Regions from separate parts of the Mus musculus genome. Here region 1 is linked to region 2. Evidence: chromatin contacts called from public Hi-C data. All regions are on one chromosome and are shown on one strand. Each heading gives the region's core, a stretch centred on a gene start, on an enhancer-like site or on the middle of the called end of the contact. The rest is flanking DNA. Distances are from core to core; before and after follow the strand shown. Region 1 overlaps Cacna1c (calcium channel, voltage-dependent, L type, alpha 1C subunit). Region 2 overlaps Cacna1c (calcium channel, voltage-dependent, L type, alpha 1C subunit).

Region 1 (7,167 bases), core at 2,297-4,796, 110 kb after region 2:
ATCTGCACAGTGTCAGCTGCACACCAGTGATCCACACTGTGGCGAGCCAGCTAAAGATGACCGTCACCAAAGTGAGGGAAACCTTGCAGAAGTGAACAAGTTATGCCTTGTTTCTCAGGAAAACCCTGGAACAAATCAAAGGCATTCATCCATCCCCTCTCAGCCTATGTGGGCATGTGTGACCCCAATATCATGGGGAGGAAAGTGAGGGGTCAAGAGAAGCCTCTGGCCCTCCATGCACCCGCCCGCTGAGTGCCCCGTCTGCGTACCCAGTACAGCACGTCTGTCCAGCCCTCCATGGTGATACACTGGAACACCGTCAGCATGGCGAAGGCGAAGTTGTCGAAGTTGGTGATGCCGTGCTTGGGCCCATCCCACCCGGGTTTGCACACGGTCCCGTTCTGACACTGTCGCCCATGGCCTGTCTCCAAAGCACAAGGGGAAGGATCCTCTTCTGCCGGAACATCTCCACCACCAAGGAAACAGGAGACGGAAGGAGGGAAGGAGGGGTCACGATGGGCAGAGAATGAAGATAAAATGTTAGAGAGAAAAATAACAGGATAAGGCCGATGAGCACCCACAGCCGCAATCGCACACATTTCGGTAAGCGCCCTCCCATGGAGCTTAAAATCATGTGAGGCCAGACATTGGTTTCAGGGGCACAATGACATAGGTCAGTATTTTCAACCAAATGTTGTGAACAGCGCATTTTAACCACAACTGATTTCACAGACACTAAGGTATTATCTGCTTGGGCATAGCATGGCAGCATGTCCGAGTGGCCAATCAGAAAGGGATAACCGTGCATCGTCTCAAGTGTAAATTGTTCTGGAAAACAGAAGACAAATGTAAGGAACCCAGAGTCTGGGAGACCGAGGGTTTTTATCTGGCAGCTATAGAGAATCACAGCAAAAACAAACAGAAGACCTGAGTTTGAACAAACAATTGCTTTTGATAACAGCGAAATGTAACTCCAGAGAGAATCTGCCTGTGGTTCTTCATTTAGAGATAATAAGATGCCCAGAATCTTCTCTTCTTTTACAAGGATCCAAAACATCACAGGGTGGTTATTTTGCCCATGGGACACAGGCTCTTTATTGAAGATGACTGGTGAGATGGCTGCTGGTGTCTGTGGCTTCTAATTGGAACTGTTTACTCTCAAGAAAAAAAGAGGGGCATGGAAATGTTAACCCTTGACTGTGAGAGGCTTCTCAGGAGAACAGTGGTGAGGGCTGTGGTTCAAAGCATGTGCCAGTATCTTCCTGGGACAGCAGTGACACCTATCACTTCCTCTATGTCACCCCCAACTCCCCCCCATGTACTTGCTTGCAGTCCATTCTTGCTTCTGTCCCCAACTCGGAACGAGCTGACTTGTTTTCCATCTTCATAGCTTGCCTTTTCTTTAAGTTTCCAGTAAATAACGTCAAGAGGCCTTTGTGTGCCCATTCCTTCTTCATCCTTCTTTCAGTGCAGTGCTTCTGGGTTCAAGCACACTGCTGCACTTCAGGCTGGTCTGCTCTTTGTGTTTCTGAGCGGTGTGTTATCCTTTCTCCAGATGACAGACATCTGGAACTCTCCCAGCCTTAGGACTGCTCAGATTGAAGCTGCGTCCTGGCTTATTTTCTGCCCAGTACTATATTCAGTGACCAAGGGAACAGGTCTAGGTCACTGAACTCTCAGCTATCTGGGGGACCAAGTATCCATACCATTTTCTTATCCACAGTCTGGCTTCCAGAGGCTACGTATTAAGGTAGCTGAACTGGGCTACCCCTAGTCACAACTTTTTATGACTTTTAAAATTGTCAAATTTTTAGAGATGTGGATTTAATGCTGTTGAAAGAAGAGAAATGAAAGTTATTTTCAAACCTAAATAATACGTTAAAAATAGCAAAGCAAAGCACCTAAAAAACGAGAGTTGAGAAACGAAGAAAAAAACCAGGAACCAAATAGATCATTAATTCCATTCTTACTCTGGAACCAGCTTTCAGAGTTGGGAGGGCAGACAAAGGAGATGATGAACAGATAAAGGGAAACTTGCATTTCTTTGCATTCTATAATTCTATTTATCTGTAGCACAACGATGTCAGTTATCTATTTACAATGTGGCTCCTGGGCTGACAGTCTGTCCTGCATCACCGGTTCCTAAAACAGTGGAGATAGGGGAAGGTGGGTGGTGCTGCCAAAGCCAGCTCTGACTGCTCACGGGGAGGACATACTTGGAGAATTTACAGATAGATATCTATTAGCAGGAAGTGACACCGAGGGGCACTGATCTCATGGGTAAAGGGAGGAAGGGACTGAGCTTCGGGAAGACCATCCACAGGCTCAAAGGCTACTATGCTATTTTAAATCCTCCCTGAACAATAATAAAAAAAAATAATTCACAGAACAATTAAGAAGCTGCGATGATCCAGTAAAAATAGGTCTCTATAAAAAGGAACCCTTGAAAAAGGTGAACCCACAGATCCCCGGGTCCTAGTGACACCACCCCAGGGCAAGGGAAATAAACATAACCATAAAGATGTCCTGGCTTTCTTCCAAAGATTCAGAGGTCCTAGGGAGAGAGATAGGAGTGTGAGGATGGAGGAATAAAGCCACGTAGGCTGTACATTTCAGAACAGAATTGGAGAAGGTGGTCGGTGTGGAAAGAGCAAATTAAGTCTTCGGTAACATAAAGGAGATGTTAGAAATGGACTCAACTTCAGCAACACGCAGAATCCCAGGGGGGACTTGCAGCAGGGTTCCAAACCACCAAGACAACAGCAATTACATTTTTAGATCTCAACTTGAAGGCAAAATAGAATGGTAGTGATTTCATTGCTAGGTTTAGCCAACAAATTCCGTGCCAGTCTCAGGGGTAATTACTGTGCCGGGGAGAGCTACCGAGCGCCCTGGCTCCAGATCCACCGGACAGATGGAACACCCAGAAACAAAAGGTACCGACATATGGCAATGTATCTGCTGAGCAACCAGGAGGGGTGTCTTGCAGTTGCTGGAGAGACTGGGAGAAAACAGCTTCTTCTAAGACAGTCACCACTGGACACTGGACACAGAAAGGACAGCCTAAAGGCAGAACAATAGCACCGAGGCAGGCCAAAGCTTCCTTGCAGGGATCTTACAAGAAACATGGATTAGAAAATTTAGAAGAATATAAAATTCAGTCTGTGAAATAAGATCGGAGTTTAAAAGGAAGACTAACGCCATAACAAAGACTCACTGAATGTTTTGTAAAATCTACTACCTATGGCAGAAAATAGGTTAATGTCTAAACTCTAGGCAAAAACAACAAGCGTTCTACAAAACCCCGAGACCCGCTGATACTGGGTCTGAAGGGTGAGTGGACTGCTTCCTAGCCATGGGTATGAAAGAGACCAGATCCCTGAGGGTTCTCCCTCTTCCTCGGTGGGGATACTCACCTGTGGGAACCAAATGCTATTCTTTTGGGAGAATCTAGAAGACTTTGGGCTGTGGGCAGACAGTGGGAGGGGAAAGGAAGATGGGAACTTCAACTGCTTTGTTCTAGATTAAGGCTGCTGCAGCCAGGAATCTTTGGCCCCTTTCCCAGTAGTGGCTCTGGCTTCGACTGGAGCCTCATGGTACTTTTCTGAGGGATGTTACTCTCATTGCATCTTGGCTTATTTTGTTTCCACCCAGGAGACTAACTGGCCTTGGAAGTTACAGGATGGAGATGAAACTCACCATAAAGATGATGTCATGAGCTCTGTGGAAGGGTGCACGAGATAGCTCAGGTGATTTTTCTGGCCCTGTTTACTATCAAGGCCAGGATGACCTTAAGATGACCCCTCTAGAAGTTGAAGCCAACATGGCTCTTCTTCCTAAGGGCACGAAAGAAGGTCTCTGGTGCTGGGGATGGCTTTTCACAGGGCCTCTCTATGTACCCTAGGAAGAGGTCGCCATCTTGTTTTGTCTACTATGTTCATCATTTTCTTGCATTTGGAGGCTCTGAGGCCTGGAAACAAACCCTGTGGTGGTAACAATTATTTAAGGCTGCATTTTGCTCACAGCCTTGCAGGACCCTCACCAGAAGGAGAAGAGGTATGTCTGTCATCTTCCCTTTAAGATGACAGAGGTGACTAAAAGATTTTAAGCAGCTATCCGTGGCTTTGTGGCACATCAGTATTTGATGGCATGGCACAGTCACTGTCTTTGTTTCTATGACAGAATTCCTTCCCATTTCATTGGTGAGTATTGTGCCATTGGTCACTGCCAAACTGGTTAGGACTCATGGAGACTCTGTCCCTCTGTAACAGTATGAAGAGTCTGGGTCCAGTGGACCACCAATTATGTAGCATAACTGCATAAGTTGCTATAGTCAGTTCTGAGGCCACTCCAACCAAGCTGCACCGTTAACATAAGTTATTGGTTCAGGGTTAGCTACAGATCAGTTATGTAAGTTACTGGTTTGGTGTTAGCTACAGATCAATTGAGAAGAAAAGAATTTGAATTAAAGGAAGTCATTATGGGTCATTATGTTGGCTGATATTCTCTAAGCAAGGTTGAATATCTCTGAATTTTAGTGGAAGGCAAGAACTGCTCTTCCTATTAAAAGTTTTGTATCAGCTAACATTTTAAATTGTCACCCAATTTCGCACAGTTACAACTCAAATAACTTGAAAATTCTCAAGGGTGAATACTTTATCCTAAACACAATTTCTTCTAAAAAGTAAAAATAAGATGATTATGTAAATAATGGATTCATAGGCATTGTTTGTCTTACTGTGACCTTGTGAACAATGACTGAGCCACTTTGCAGAAGCCGTTAGCCTGCCTAGTCACAGTACCCTGTGTATACCAGGTGGTGATGCTGGCTTCTGGGCATAAGGTTTTCATCTCACTCTGTTATACAGGCTGGCACTACCATCACCCACCGCACTAACTTGCAGCTCAGGCTACGTGGGATTGGGAAGATACAAAGGACAGAAGGAAGCCGCCATTGTTAGCGCTCCAGACATATGCTCATATGCTCTGTTTTCCTCAATAATGTCCAAATAAAAAGGACAGGTCTGTTTTTAAAAATGAAATAATATAAATTAGCACTGTCAATAGCTTTGGAATGGATATTTCCAATGTTGTATATCTGTATATACATACATGTTTATGTATATATGTATATACAAGTGTATACATATATATTTATGTGTATATATATGTATATTTATGTATATATGTATCCCACTACTCTATTCATTTAAAACCTTACTATTTTTTCAAGAAAGAGAAAAGTTAATGTGTTCTACTTTTTTTTTTATATGTTTGAGTGTTTTACTCTCATGTATGTCTGCATACCATCTGAGTGACTGATGCCCTTGGAGGGCAGAAAAAGCAAATGACCCCCAGGAACTGGAGTTATAGGAGGTTGTGAGCTGCCACGTGGGTGCTAGGAATTGAACCCAGGTCTTCTGAAAGACTCAGTTCTCTTCACGGCTGAGCCACCTCTCTAGCCCCTGTTTATTTATTTAGTTTTTAAGGTCAAGTTGAAACGTTAGTCACATAAGAGAGCAGTGTGTGGTTTATCCTGCAAGCCCAAACTCTGGTGCCACTTAAGAAGGTGCTTAATGAGCCAGCACTGCCTGTTAAATTCGTTGATTGATGGAAGGAACACAAAGAGGGGAGGCTCATAAAGGCAGGATTGATGGTTGTGACATGGAGCTGAACTGGTGGCAAGGGGCTTATTTAATGACAGCCTCTTCATCTACTCCGGGAAAGGGAGGGACCCTGGGGTTCTGCTTTTGATGGAGAAGAAAATAGTAACTGTGATGGAGAGAGAGGCAACTCTAAGAGGACAGGAAAATGGGTGGGGATGGGGAGTCGGGGTGGTACGACATCCTGAAGGGTTTGGATGCTCAGCCACATTGGCGTACTGCTGGCTACACATGCTCATCCACTTGCAATGGCAGCTCACACACTCAGAATCTGCTTCGCTCGTAAGAAACTGATGAATGGTGGGTGCTTAGCCTCGCTTCTCCAATTGTGTCCATCCATTACGTGGCGCATCAGCAGTGCTGGACAAAGCACACACCTGCTGTTTGAACAGAGATCTGCGGTAGTGAATGCAGATATTGGAAAGGAGAGGGAAAGAAGGTTGACCCCTGCCTTTCATGTCATCGTGGTCTGCAGTATGGGGAAACCGAATGCCTCATCCAGTTTTGGAGCACAGGTGGCTGCAGCAATCTACTTCAAGGGAAAGCAGCCATGAGTGGGAATGACACCTTCCTGGAAACCTGCTGCCCAGAGCCCCACCTCTTACCTATTATGCCCTCCTGGTTGTAGCAGGTCTTGTGCATCTTTCCCATGAAGAGCTCCAGGCCGATAATAGCATAAATGATGATGACGAAGAGCACAAGAAGGGCAATGTGCAGCAGAGGCACCATGGCCTTGATGATGGAGTTCAGGACCACCTGGAGACCTGTGCAACAAAAGCAGCAACAGTAGCAGCAGCAGAACCTCCCTCCACCTCCCCTTTTGAGCCAGTGGGGCCTCAGGTACCAGGCTAACCTCCTGCAGTCTTCTTAGCAGCTCAAGTGGGAGTCCCTAGTCCCAGGCTTTAGATGAGCAAAAAGAGGCTCAAGGTCACAGCCAATGAGTGACAGGGCTAGAATCTAAGTTCGGGTTGGCTTGACTCCAAATCTCTCCTGGAGGCACATCCAAATAAAAGGATCGGCAGCAGAGCTGTGCTTCGGAGGGGGAGAACATGTTGTTGTTTTCATCCGTAACTATTAAGATTTTTAAATAGCCCATCTCAGAGACACCCTAGTGTGTCTCCTTCCAGAGCAGAGCTCAGCACGAGAACTCACTGTGACTACCCACGGCCACAGAGGACTTAGTCATCTCAGGCTTCTCCGTGGTGGATTACCAGAGCCTACCACCAGCCCCCCTGTTCTAGAACATAGAGCAGCTTGATGGAAAGGAATTCAGGAGGGTGCGGTTTCCAATGAAGGAGCTATCTCACCAGCGGGGCATTTCTGAGAACCACGTATCAGAGCCAAGGGTGTAGCTCTAAAGGCACCTCTTTAGTAGTGAACGAGGGGACTGCTGAGTATTGTTCAGTTCTACCAGGGGCTGCATCATCTGAATGTTACGCTCAAAAGCTCCATAGAAAGGGACTTCTTATTTAACAGCCTGGAGTTTCAGTTTGGGGAACACACA
Region 2 (6,967 bases), core at 4,206-6,705:
TGGGCCTCGGGTGTAGAACAGAGAGGAAAGTGGGGGACACAGACCCTTTTTAAAAATAAAATCAGTTTAACCAGAACCAGTTTATACTTGCCACCCATCTTTCCTTGGGTGAGTGGGCTTCCTATAGTTGGAAAATCAGGGCTAGAGAACATTGTGCTGGCTCTTTTAGAAGTGGCAAACCAAACCTCTGTCTTCCCAACTCCTCAGAGCCAGTGAAGAGAGATGCCTGCAGAAAAGATGGTGTGTATCTAGCCAGAAGTCTTCTCTCACCATCCACCACATCCTAAATCCTGAGTGGCCTCCCCTTTCAAATTACCAGGATCTTCACATGAGATCAGAATGTGGGTTCTCCCTTCTGGCCTAGCTAGGGAAAGTTGGGCGTGGTCCCCATTGTCAAAGTCTGATCATTGCTTTCTAGCCTCCTCTCCCTGGGCAGAGCTTCTGAGCAATGGACAGCTAATTAGCATTTGCTTCAGCAGATCATTTTCAGGAAGGAAACATGACTACAAAAGTTTTACATTTCACCTGCACGAGGATTTTGTATTTTCTTCTCTTTTGGATTAGTTGTACCTCGATTCAATGATGTCATGGGAGCCCTACTCTGTTGACACAGGCAGTGTTCCTAACTAAATGATCTTTGGAGGCAGTTGGCTCAAATCCTATGCTGCCACTTTCTAACTGGGCAGCTGTGTGTGTCAGATTCCTATCACCATGACAAAGTACTCGTGGGAATCAGTGAGAAAGGAAGGCTCAGGATTTGAATTCGTGGTGTTGTTTCTGTTGCTTTGGGTCTCTGGTGAGGCAGCTCACAATGGTAGAACAGGTCTGTTTATCGCATGGTGGTCAAGCAAAGGAAACAGAAAGGGCCTCTATACGTCAAAGACACTCTGGCAAGGACCTAGCTTCCTCCTGTTGCAGGATTTTTCCTGTCCAATCACATTAGGTGGGAGGCTTGTGATTAGACAGGAGAAGGGAGGCAGAGCAAGGAGTTGAGACAGAGAGTTCGAGGTCTCAGAAGGAGAGAGAGAAGCCAACATGGAGGCAGACAGACAGGAAGAAGATCCTGATCTGTGTGGTTTTAACAGCCATAAGAAGCTAAGATTTTTCACAAGGTTAGAATAATTGGGGTAAAGCTTTTATCATTGTCAGTTGGCTCTGAAATTATTGTATTGGCATCTTGTCAATTGTGATCTTATTGTTAAATAAATCTAATTGGATAATTAAGCTTTAAGAGTCATGTTTCTACAGAGTAATTAGGTGTTGAGATGGCTACTGTGTGGTGCATGGGGTGTTGCATAGAAGCAAGAGGAACTGGGGGGGGGGGCAGTCCAAGGGATGGCCTGGTGGGAGCCCTGTGGCCTCTCAAAGCTGGAGAGTTAGCAGGGCTGAGAGATGGAGCAAGTGAGATCACCTGGTGCGGGGCTAGCTCTAGAGAGTTGTTGGCTGCAGCAGGAGTGCAGGAGCTTGGCCTGGTCCCACTGAGAGTTGGCAAGTTCATTTTTTTTTTAATATTTCCCGCAACATCCTCCCACTAGGGCCCTACTTCTAAAGGTCCAGCTGCATCTCAATAGAGTCAAGATCCAAACTGTAGCACCAAGAGTGAGCAAATAGCTTAGACTCTGTGTCTGTTTTCCTATGTAGAAAATGGGGCTGATCTTAGCATTAAGGTGACGTTTACAAGATACCACACATACAAAGCACTCAGACCAGTAATCTGGAGGGAGCTCTAAATTCATATTAGTTTTGTCATCGTTACTAGAGTCAACCTGCCTGCCTCATTGTTAAGTAGCATCCACAGGTCATGTGGGGCTGAGCCAAACAGAAATCAACACGAGGCATCTAGAAGCAATACATGCAGAAGGAACAGAAAGAGGGAAAGCTTCTTGGGCTGGCCAAGGCTCTTTCTGCTCACCATCTATCTGGTTACTATTCTTGAGATGCTCTTAGAGCAGTCAGGCAGGCAGTGTTGACACTGTGACAGTGTGCAGGTTGTCGTGGCTTAATCTTATTATACTCAAGTTCATATAGATTGCACACTGCAGAGGTCTTAGGAAACAACTGTTCAAGGAGAGGAGATGTGGTCTTCCCTGGGCTAGAAGCTGTGGAGAAGAGTGCTGGACTTCCGGGGCAGGGGGCCTCCATCTTTGATATAGAGAGAAAGATTACTGCAGGAGAGGTTGTAGGTCTACACCATTGCAGAATTCTGGATTCTGTTTCTCCTCTGCCCCAACCAGAAGCCTCCTCTATCAGGACAGGCACAAACCTCACAACAGATGGTGGTAACACGGGAAGCCACAAATCCCTCTGTGTATACTTCCATTAGTATGCCAATGTTATGATACTTATTCATAGAAAATTAGGCCCTCCCTACTATTTGTTGTGTTCTATGTTCCTTCCTGCCCACCTTCATCATCTTATATGGGTCCAGCAAAGCCAAGCAAAGAAATAAGGAGGAAGCCAAGACCTTCCTGGTACCTGATGTGGAAGGTGATATACCTTCTGCCTATTCCAGGGGCACAAAAGCACACCCAGGAAAGCTATGGGAGATCTGAGCTGAGGCTAGATGTGAGATGCTGACAGAGAGATAAGTTAAAAACAAAACATGGGCAAGGGAAGACTTGGCCCCATGGGATGTGAATGGCAAACACATTCAGGAGTCACTGCAATAATGTGAAAAACAAGAGCTGGGCATGGTAGTGGTCAAAGAGGTCACTTAAGGCTGATGGGAAACAGGGGACTGTGCAGCATGGGGAGACATAGAAGACATGGGTGGTAGCAGGATTGGGGAGTCACAGAACACATGGCTGGTAGGAGACAGGGATACTGAGAACAAGGAAATGATAAAAAAAAGACAGAGAGAAAAAGAGAGGGAAAAGAAAGAGGAAGAGGAGGAGAGAGAAGTTGGGTGTGGGGCTGAATGTGAGGTACTCAAGGTTGGGTTCTAGGACTCTGGGATGACCACAGAACCACGACAGGTGAAAGAACACCAGTCAACATGAGACCAGAGGGAGTGGCCAAACCCTCCTTGCAAAGCAGGGTCTAACATGAGAGGGAGAAACATGGTCTATACCCAACCTGGGGTCCCCAAACAGAGTCGAGGTTCTTAGCTTCGGGGGAGGAAGTGTTTGGGGAGAGCTGGACAGAGCAGGTTGTGAGGTGGTGTGGAGGGACAGGCATAATGGAAGGCTGAGCCTTGTTCTTAGAACCACTCGCTTTTCTGGGTCCTGGGATGTGGAACTGAGAGGCGGGAAACTAGATAAACTGGGAAGAGGTGCCGAATCCAGCCAGAAACAGCAGTGGCAACAGTAAAAGCCTCAGTGTGTCTGTGAAGGGCTGATCTTATGGAATATCATGGAATCCACGGTTAACTGACACCAAGCAGAGATAATATAAATCGTATTACATCAGGGTGCCACTTAGATATAACTAATCATGGAGATTAGCGGCGTCTAATGGAGAAGGCATAACCAAGCACGCAGCTGCTCATGATCTACAGCCTGCAAGGCAGCGAGGACTTCTGTGTTTCCATCAGGCTCATCCTGTGCTGTGCTAATTCAGAAGCTTTGGACAGCTTCCTGCAGCAAACGCCGGTCACTGTAGGACAGCTGGCAAGAGCAGGCCAGGGTCGCGTCCTTGCTTTGAGGAGGCACTGGCTGGGATAGTGATAGGGTACTCCGAGGATGGTCAGAGGAGCACGTAGACCTGGGAATGTGTGCTTTTCATAGACACCTGTCCTGGAGTTCCATTGGAAAAATTTCTAAGGCATCGATATATTTATCTCATCACACATGATCTGAGCCACCAAGCACCTAGAACTGTGCGAGGATGGAGTCCACAGACCTGAAACTAATCCCCAAAGCTCGTGGTCCGCTCACTAGAGCACATGGAATTTGGGGCTATGGGTTAAGTTCCTTTCAGGGGACTCAGGAGCTTGTCCCCCTCTGCCTTAGCTGTGCCAGGGTAGACTAGAGGAGCACATTATTGCTTTTCCCTACCCATGCTAGAATAAATGAACAGATTTATGCAAAAAGACATGATTGGAGTGCTGAAGGCTGTATCCCTGGAGCCAGCCATGGCAAAGAGCTTCAGGTTCAAGCACACATTGCACTATAGTCTATGAGTGAGAGGCTTTGGCAGCAATGCCAGTGGGTACTGGAAGAGCAGGCTGCCCTTTTTGAGTGGGAAAGAGCTTAGTCTTGCTGCAGATCTCTAAACAGTGTGATAGCCCAGGCTCTAGGGAAGCCTTCACAACCCAGGCAAGACATGCTCCTTCCGGCTTAGCATCTTTCTTTCATCAGCTCGCCCCATGTGTGCCTGACTGCAAAGCCATGATGCTATGAAGACCATTAGATCCAGCCACCAGCACCGCCTTTGTAATAAGACACAAACATAATGGTGGGCTGCTTTCGCTTTCAGAGATGAGGCTTGAGAGCCGAGAGCAAGCGTTTTAACCTCTCAGTGCCTCAGCTCACTCACATAGGACACGGCAATAGCAACTGCGTGTGCCTCTGTGGGAATATGAAGTCTGTGCAGTGTCAGGTACTGCAAGGTCTGCATCTGAGGGAGTGCTTGATGCCCACTGTGGCTGCCATGACTGCCTCCTCTCATGATGGCTCCTGCTTCACGGAAGGCCCCTCCTGCGGAGGAGGGCCACTGCTTTGCCTGGGTTGAGTTCCTGCCTCAACACCCTCTGGGTTTGGGAATCCCTCTTCTCATGCCTTCAGTTTCTTTTCCAGTGGCAGGATCAGAGACAGGGAACCACAGTGTACCTTCCCACTGGGCTTTTACACAGTGTGAATACGTTTCCACATTAAATAATTAAGTGTAATAGCTAATACTTCCCTTCCCACACTAAGGCTTTATGTAAGTCATATAATTATTTTTTTATCATTCACGGTAAAAGCACCATGCAGGAAAGAAACCTGTCACAACGTTGCAACAATATGCAAATCTCTGGGTACAAGCGCTGTGGCGAGGAGGCCCCTCCTGAGGAGCTCGTTTGTGCCTGTCTGCTGGGCACTGTGCACGTCAGGTGTCCGTGGGCACACCACAAATAAACAATAATCAGGGGAATGCCTTCTTACCAATCAGCTGCTAAAAAGCAAGCCGGGGCTGGCTGCACACCCACAGGCCACTGGGCTCTCCTAATGAGGCCAGAGGAGCAGAAGGGGCTGTGGCATGTCCTAGTCTCTCTCCCTCCTCTTTTCCGTTTCTATTTCTTTAAGTGACATGTGTGGTGAGTCTGTGGTCCCATGGGTTTCACTGACAGTGAAAGACACTGATTCTTAGTAGCTAAGGTAAACAGATTTCAACTAAATCCAGTTAAGAGGCTCTATGAAGTTCCACCCTGCTCTTTATTCCACTGGTCGGCCTCCAGGGGGCACTGCGGAACTGGGTAGAGCTACAGAGTGGGTCCTGGTGACCAAGCCAGCTTTGCAGATTTAGGGATACCACATATCCTGCTGTGTGGGGCAGCTGTGTCTTAAGTGTGATGTAACCACATGTCTTCTGAGAAACACGTATGTAGGTACCGTGTACAAATAAAACTGGCCTGCTGTAACTTTGGCTTTTAGTCCAAGGTCCTGTACCTTTGCTCTTCTGTTGTCTTCAACTTCTGTGGGTCTTTTACTATACACACCCTTTACATTATGGCTAAGAAATCCTCATTTTCAACATTTTATGCTGAATGTCTTGGAATTAAAATAATAGAATATGAATTACAGAATATTTATCATGACATATAAACTGTAAGTCTAGAAAGGGTTTAAGACCACTCATCTAAAAAAGAGGCTAATTCAAGTTTTAAAAGAAAACGTTTTACTTACTCCTGAAGTCGTTTAGACTAAATTGTCTGGGTCGAGATGACTATGAGGAAATATAGTCCTCTGAACCACTCACTACTCACAGAGGGGACTAATAAGGGGACTTGAACATCTAGCGTCCCCTCCTGTTTCTCAGGACAAGCAGTGCATGCTCCGGGTCTCTGTTCCCTCTCCCTTACTTCTCTGTAGCTGCATCCCTCACACAGCCCTTTAGCCTGAGACATCGTGCTCTGTCTTGGTCTCTTGTTTTGGCCATGCCAGCTGTTAGCCTCCAGATGTCCTCCCCCCAGTTCCTTCTCCCCAGTGCCCCACCTGTTAGCTTACCATGCACATCCTCTCTGGGAAGACGAGAGTCCAGAGCAGCTCTCCTGGAGCATCTACTTAGGAAGGCCACATGTAGTGCAGACTACGAAAACAGAGCTCCTGTCCACACTGCCTGTTCAAGACTTTAATAGCTTTTAAAACCCAATCCATCTCTGCAGCCCCTTCAGGCTGGCCTCTCCCCACTCTCCTCAAAGTCAATGAACTGTTGTACTGGCTCAGTCCCTGAGGGGCAAGTCAGGGAGCTTGGAGCCACCTTTCATTCCTTCTCTTTGTCCTTTTGACTGATTCATCATCGAATATGTCCGCACGATGCTGACGTTACTCTAGACTGCTGAGTTCCCAGGAGGCTCTGGTAGACAACGTTTTCTCTCCTACACTAGGCTACTCCTTACTAAGCAACCAATACTCGGATCCCTAAGTCCCCTACTCGGTGCCCCAGGGACTTTCTAGAAGACAATGACTCTAGCCATGGAGGGTAGAGTGAGTTTCAGGACTAGCAGTCCTACTAAGAACCTGTGGAAGCAGTGGTGAAAAGTCTCCCATTAGGGACACTCATGCCATCCTAGACCTACTGTGCTGCAGCCCTGGGTTCATCAACTCATTAACTCAAGACTATTATTGTTTTGAGTTGTTCTTGCCAAACCTGTCAATAGCAAATTCAAGGCACACTATGTCCTGGTACGCAGTCCTGTTGCTAAGACTGGAATATCTGTGGCTACACTGCCCTTCACTAGACCCTGTGCTGCCCTCCATAGTCAAGCCAGAGCTGCCCACACGGGCGAAACCTTGAACCTGAAGGTTCATCCTAACAGCCCCTGGTC

Evidence for each region. A called contact is a pair of places that touch in the nucleus more often than the background predicts.
Region 1: a Hi-C map of cerebellum shows a contact between it and region 2, with 2.2 times the contacts expected there. The contact joins two enhancer-like sites. A contact is called at or near these places in 6 of 484 Hi-C or Micro-C datasets (the AML12 cell line, cerebellum, cortical glia and 3 more).

The regions. Positions count from the first base shown.
Region 1 is chr6:118,751,100-118,758,266 of GRCm38.p6, forward strand. Cacna1c (calcium channel, voltage-dependent, L type, alpha 1C subunit) reads right to left here. Exons shown (of 47, transcript NM_001159534.2): 6 at 6,269-6,427; 7 at 270-466. Among named protein-coding and RNA genes, the nearest start is that of 1700080F18Rik, 86 kb to the right of the region's middle. Within about 2 kb of position 3,547, at least 10 of the 459 cell types and tissues checked have an H3K27ac peak or open chromatin away from gene starts, as enhancers often do. A contact at or near this core is called in cerebellum, where this site is marked.
Region 2 is chr6:118,641,471-118,648,437 of GRCm38.p6, forward strand. All of the region lies in intron 29 of Cacna1c (calcium channel, voltage-dependent, L type, alpha 1C subunit), which reads right to left. Among named protein-coding and RNA genes, the nearest start is that of Gm38887, 49 kb to the left of the region's middle. Within about 2 kb of position 5,456, at least 10 of the 459 cell types and tissues checked have an H3K27ac peak or open chromatin away from gene starts, as enhancers often do. A contact at or near this core is called in cerebellum, where this site is marked.